Regions from separate parts of the Ovis aries genome. Here region 1 is linked to region 2. Evidence: chromatin contacts called from public Hi-C data. All regions are on one chromosome and are shown on one strand. Each heading gives the region's core, a stretch centred on a gene start, on an enhancer-like site or on the middle of the called end of the contact. The rest is flanking DNA. Distances are from core to core; before and after follow the strand shown. Region 1 has its middle 86 kb from the start of KLF13. Region 2 has its middle 42 kb from the start of TRPM1.

Region 1 (3,355 bases), core at 92-2,591, 170 kb before region 2:
CACGTCTCAGCCAGGTGATGTCTCCAACTGTTCTTTAGTGTCCACAGTAAAGAGGAAATACTTAAAACGGCTAGTGGTGGTTTTGAAGGCTCTAGCCACAATGCTCATACGGATGCAGACATTCTGTGTACACCTCCATTTGGTTTCCTTCTTATTATTTTTATTGGCTGTGCTGGGTCTTCCTTGTTGCACAGGTTTTTTCTCTAGTTGTGGTGAGCGGTGGCTACTCTCTACTTGGGGTGGAAGGGCCTGTCATTGTGGTGGCTTCTCTTGTGGAATACCGGTTCTAGAGCACACACTCAGTAGCTGCGGTTTGGGCTTAGTTGCTCCATTGCATGTGGGATTTTCCCAGATCAGGAATTGAACCTGTGTTTCCTGCATTGGCAGACAGATTCTTTACCACTGAGCCAACACGGAGGCCCTTTCTGGCATTCTTATCTTCTGAAATTAAGCAATCATTCAATTGGAAACCTAGCATCACTTAATGAATTTTCCCTTTAAATCAGTGTGTGTGTGTGTGTGTGTGTGTGTGTGTGTGTGTGTGTGTGTGTGTGCGCGCTCAGTCACGACTCTTTAGGAATCCCTGGACTGTGGCCCACCAGACTCCTCTGTCCAATGGATTTCCCAGGCAAGAATACTGGAGTGGGTTGCCATTTCCTCCTCCAGGGGATCTTCCCCACCTAGGGATTGAACATGTGGCTCCTGCATTGGAGCTTCCTCCGGGAAGCCCTCCATACAGTTTCTTTAATCATGGAGACATCTGGTTTCTGTGGCCCTTTCCTGTCCTCAGTGAGGGTTGCAGAGGCTCTGAGCCTCCGTCTCCTCCTGGGCCACCTGGCACAGGTCTCTCTCTTTTGCGTTCCAGCCGGGATCCCTCTGAGGGACTCTGCACTTTGCAGTGGACACTGGGCTGGACTAGGGGTGGGATAACGCCCGCAGGGCGGGCCTAATAAGATCCTACCCTATGACGCCTCCCCGAGCGCCATACAGGGCGGCAGGCTGTCTCAGGTTTCTGTAGAGAGGCTGGGGGCGGTGCCTGGGGCTGGCCGGCTTGCGGCCGGGCGGGGGTACACGCTGGAGAGCTGGGCTCCGTCTCACTCAGTGTGCCTCTCTACAAACACCGATCCTGATCCTGTCGCTAGAAGCTAAGCTGGACCTTCTTCGCAGGTGCATCAATGTGACGCGTTTATGGATCCCTTCCGAGACCCAGGGAAGCCTGGCGCGCGCCGGGACGGACCGGCGGGCAGGGCGCATCCTCCACGCGGGGGTTCCCAGGCCTGCCCTCGGTCGCCGCCGCCCGGGCTCCGTCTGGAACGCGTGCCTGTGCGCTTGTGTGCGGCGGGTCGGGACGTAGGCGCGCGCTCTGGCTAGGGGAGTTTTTGTCCCCTTAGTTTCTCCAGAAGGAGAGGCATAAACACGCCTATGCAGAAAACAAACCGTAGGCAAGTCACAACCAAAACTCTCTCTGCCGAGATTGGAACACGATATGCTGCCACGGAGGGGAATTAATTATAACACTGTGTGGGTCCTTGGGAAAAGCTGGGAACCGAGGGAGTAATTCTTGGGCACACCTCCTTCTCTTCTCCTCCTCCCGGGAGGGGAAGGCAGTGAGAAAGGTGCCTTCCACCCCCTGCAACTCCACCCCCCTACCCTCAGGGAGGACCCATGTTCGATATGCATCCGGTTGCTCAAAGTATCTGACTGATTCCCGCGCGATCTCAATAGTAAAGCCCCAGGAAAAAGGATTTGCTTTAAAAAAAAGAAGCAGCTTACAAATAATTGCTCTCCTACCCAATGTTTTAAAAAATGTTTATTTATATTTGGCTGCACCGTGTCAAATATAAATGAGAGGATGAGATGGTTGGAAGGCATCACCGACTCTATGGACATGAGTGTGAGCAAGCTCCCGGAGTCCGTGACGGACAGGGAATCCTGACCGTGCTTCAGTCCCCGGGGTCACAAAGAGTCGGAACCGACTGAGCGACTGAACTGACTGCACCGAATCTTAGTAGCAGCAGGCAAGATCTAGTTCCCTGTCCAGGGATCCAACTTGGGACCCCTGCACTGGGAGCTCGGAGTTTTAGCCACTGGACCACCAGAGAAGTCCCGTAACCAGTACTTTTCAAGTTTCAAGAGGAAAGCAAGTGAGGGGCATGACTGGCACACAGTCAGTACCCCGGACAGGTTGGCACTTCCCCGGGGCGCTTTCCTCCTTCAGCATTTTCATGTATCTCGTCTTCACAGGCTCCCAAGGCAGGTCCCCGTGTTACTGATTGCACAAGTGTCAGTCGGTGGCAGTGTAGCCCCAGAGTCCAGATCCTGGGCTATATCGTGACGTGGTCGTGGGTGTCCTTAGAGAAGACCGTGCCGTCGCCCACGTACAAGGCGGCGGGCCCCAGGCGACAGCTGGAAGTGCAGCATGGACGTGAAGCTGAGCTCAGCATCCTGCGCGCCGCCGTGCAGGGCGAGCAAAGGTTCATCTTCGCGGGCCTGCTGCTCACCAGCCACCGGCACCAATTCCAGGAAGAGGTGATCGGCTACTACCTGATCTGAGCGGAGGAGTGCTTCAGGAGCAGCGGCGCCGCGAAGCCTCCCTCTCTGCCTTTAAGATCAAGCGGCCGCCGGGTAGGCCAGAGGCCGAGGGCTCGCGGGGCTCGCGGGGCCTGACGGGCCGGCTGCCCACCGAGCTGGTGCTCAAGCTCAAGGAGTGCGCGAGCCTCGTACCGGCGGCGGGCATTCGGGCGGCGACGTCCAGGCCTCCACTGCAGCCTCTGGGCGCCGGGGAGACAGAGCGTCCCTCAGGTGCAGGCAGTGGGCGCGCTGTGGCTGTGCGCCATGTATTGGCAGCAGAACCGCTTGCAGCCAGGCACCCAGGCGGGGGCGGCGGGGGCGGAAGAACCCAAGTCGCAGAGCTACACTGAGGCCTTAGGCCCGGCTCAGGCCGGCCTGGCGTTAGCCAATGCCAACGCGCGGGCCGCGCACTTGAACTGTTAGGGCAGCTGGGGTGCAGGGCCGGCACAGCGGCGCTGCCAGGGCGAGAACTACTGGCACCCGAGATCCAGCGCTGCAGCTCACGCTGCTGCTGCGGGGAGCGGCGGCGGCGGCGCAAGGAGCCTGCGGCCTAGATCCTGAGCGCGCGCCGCGGCCCCGCCTGCCCGGCTGTCCTCTCCACGCGGTCAGTGTCTCCTTTGCGGTCTGGTCCACCCGGAGGCCAGCGATCCTCCGTCCGTGCTCTGTATGCGTTTGGTCACAAGGTCCTCGTGGTGCCGGAACCTGCACTGACGCCAGCCACCCAGGTAGTAAGTACACAGATAGGACACAAGTTATGCTGCGGAAAGTGGTGTGCTAGCTGGTG
Region 2 (3,093 bases), core at 261-2,760:
TAGGGTAAGGGAACCCAGGAGAACTGCTCTGCCATGTGGCTCACAGTCTCGGGTTTTATGGTGGTGGGATTAGTTTCCGGGTGGTCTTTGGCCAAGCATTCTAATTCAGAGTCTTTCCTGGTGGTGCACGCATCGCTCAGCCAAGATGGATGCTAGCGAGAGGGATTCTGGGAAGTGGACAGACACGCAGTGTCTCCTTTCGACCTTTCCCGAACTCTTCTGGTTGGTGGTGGCTTATTAGTTCCATATTCCTTATCAGGATCTCCTGTCATAAAACAGCTCATGCAAATGGTTACTAAAGGGCCTGACCAGGGTGGGCGGTTTCAGTCAGTGTGCTTCCCCTAACAAATATGGTGTCTATTGGTCTATGGTCAATGGATAAATCCCTTCAACTTCCTCTAAAAAGTACTAACTCCTGTAGGTAGGCAAGTATACAGATGGCAAATACTCAAATGGATGTAACAGGACAACGCAGGTAGAGCCCTGGGACCTGAGGCCTCTCCAGGTCCCTGAGAGGCACTCAGGAATGGGATGGGAGTGGGTAGGGCGGAGCTGGGGGGTGGACCCTGGAGAAGGGGCACTGCACAGAGCCAGGCCATGATATTCATCATCACCACTCTCCTTTCTGCCCCGCTCTTCGATCCACCACGTCCCACGGCTTAAGCCCCCCAGTGGACACAGTCAGTGAGTGGACAGTGATCTCATCAGAAAACGCACAGCCTTCCTGAAGGTCTAGGGTCCCAGCTTAGTGGGAGGAGCATGTAGGCACTGTTTGAGACAGGAGCTGGCTGACCCCAGGCGGGGGACGGGGGTCAAGGCACGAGGAGGGTGGTACAGCCTGTACCCTGCACCCCTTAGACCTGGAAGGCAGGTACACAGTTCATTCATTTCATAGTTCCCTGCAGGGCTAGCCTAGGGCTCCGGGGAAGAGGCAGGGGTGCGGCCTGCGACCTCCATCTTCCTCCTGCTCTTCCCTTCCCCCTCCTGCCCTTCCCAACCCTCCCTCCCTCTCATTTCCCTTCAGGTTCCTTTCTTCTCCTCCCCACTCCCCGCTCCTGTCCCCTTGCTTCTTCTCCCCCCCAACCCTCTTCCCTCTCCTCTCCCCGACCCTCCTTCGCCTTTATCTTTTATCCTCCCCCATCTCCTGTCCCCACCCCCCGCGCCCTGCCCCCAAGCAGAGGCGGGCGGGCTGGGTGGCCCCAGGCTCGGGCCCCGCCCTGTGCTCGCACCTGCTCTGCGGCCGCGTGGATTCCCCGCCCCCGGCTCCGCGGCTGGAGGGAATGTGGGTCAACGCGGAGCCGCTGCGCCTGTGTTTGGGAGCAGACGGGGGACCCGGGACCTCTGCCGGGGCGGGAGCCTCAGGCGGCCGCTTGCGTAGCCGAGGATGCGGGCCCGCTGGCCCCTCCTCGCCCCCTGGCCCGCGGGAGGCTGCTTCCCTCCGTGATGCCCAGGCCGCTGCGCCCAGCGCGCCTGCACTTCATCTGGCGGGTCGGAGGGTCTCCCCTCCAGGACTTGGTTCCCGCTACCCCACGCTGCCCCCTAGTGTCAGCCCCCGGACTGCGCAGGCTGGAGCCCAGCCCTGGATGCACGCCCTTGTGAGCGTCTGTCTGACTCCCCCAGACCCCGGCCCTTCTGCCCAGGTGTGCGGGGCCCTGGGTCTGCTCTGTGGGGAAGCCCCGAAGCGGCCCTCTCGCCTCTATCCCGGGCGGTGCTCCCGCCTGTAGCCCGGCTGAGCGCTGTCCAGCCGCATCCTAGCCCAGCATCCCGAAGTCCCGTTGCAGATCCAGGTCTCTGGCCTGCGGCAGGGACCAGCTATGGGACCATGGAGATGACCTGGCCTCCCAGGCATCAGCCCACCCTGGGCCTCGCTGCCTCCTGTACTGCCCTGGGACTTCTCGGGTGGGCATCGCAGCTCTACCACCTCCTAGTACACTCATTCTGAGCTCTCTCCAGCCTAGGCCTTGGATTCCTCCTGGACTTAAGCCTGATCCTGGAAAGCCCTACCCCTTGTTCACCTGACCAGTGGGTCACCTTAGCCCAGAACCATTCCAAACCCTCTAGCCAGAATACTGCTTCCTGCCCTGGTTCCCGGGATCCACAATTTGCGTCTATCAGAGACCAGGCTGAGCGCTGGCCTGTCGGGGAGGCTGGTGTCTGTGAACCCCAGCAAGATGAACTTCTCATATAGGAAGCAGGAGGCCTGCTCAAGTCAGAGGCTGCCAGAGTCCATCCACCCTGACTCCACACCCACCCCCCACCCCCCTGCCCTCACAGGGCTCCAGGTTTGAAAGACTGCCTGGCGTCCTCAGTCATGTCAAACTCTTTTCAACCCCAAGGACTATAGCCCGCTAGGTTGCTCTGTCCATGGGATTCTCCAGGCAAGAATCCTGGAGTGGGATGCTATTTCCTTCTCCAGGGCATCTTCCAGACCCAGGGATGGAACCTCTGTCTGCTGCATTGTCAGGCAGGTTCTTTACCACTGTACCACCTTCAGACAAATCATCTGTGGAGCCCTGTGGATCTCTTGGTAAACAGCGTTCAGGAAAAGCCAGGGTGGGCCCTGCCCACTCAGTTAGGAAACAGATTTGGATTCAGTTTAGTTTTGTTTTTATTTGAAGCTTTGGTCACAGGCAGGTTATCATCGTTGAGGATCTTCCTTCCCATCAACTCCCGCTGAGTTCTGAGGCTCTGCAGTTCTCAGGGGAACAGACACTGGTTAATAAAACTTGGAAGGGGCTTTTTTTTTTTTCTTCATGAAGTAACCCTCCTTTCATGTCTGTTTACTGCCGGGCTCCATCTCTGGCTCCACATAGCAACGTCTGATTAAATGCCCAACATGTCCCGGGGCGAGAGACACATAATTGCAGTGCTTCGTTTTCCCATGTGATGATTAAGGAAAGCTTTGCTCATTTTGTACGTGTGGGAAAGAGACGATGTTAGTATTTGGATTTGAAAACTTGGTGTTGCTGTCCTGAGAGTGTGATACAGTGTGGGTTGCCCCTGCAATGGTTACAATACATCTTTGAAAACAGAACAGATTTTTGGTGCCAGACGGTACAATGGGGCATGGAGGGAGGTATTCCCAGCCTGCCT

The links. A called contact is a pair of places that touch in the nucleus more often than the background predicts.
Region 1: a Hi-C map of hypothalamus shows a contact between it and region 2, with 8 times the contacts expected there. The contact joins two enhancer-like sites. A contact is called at or near these places in 11 of 16 Hi-C or Micro-C datasets (blood, hypothalamus, liver and 4 more).

Annotation. Positions count from the first base shown.
Region 1 is chr18:25,528,182-25,531,536 of ARS-UI_Ramb_v3.0, reverse strand. No RefSeq gene overlaps it. Among named protein-coding and RNA genes, the nearest start is that of KLF13, 86 kb to the right of the region's middle. Within about 2 kb of position 1,341, at least 8 of the 54 cell types and tissues checked have an H3K27ac peak or open chromatin away from gene starts, as enhancers often do. A contact at or near this core is called in hypothalamus and liver, where this site is marked.
Region 2 is chr18:25,357,233-25,360,325 of ARS-UI_Ramb_v3.0, reverse strand. No RefSeq gene overlaps it. Among named protein-coding and RNA genes, the nearest start is that of TRPM1, 42 kb to the right of the region's middle. Within about 2 kb of position 1,510, at least 19 of the 54 cell types and tissues checked have an H3K27ac peak or open chromatin away from gene starts, as enhancers often do. A contact at or near this core is called in hypothalamus and liver, where this site is marked.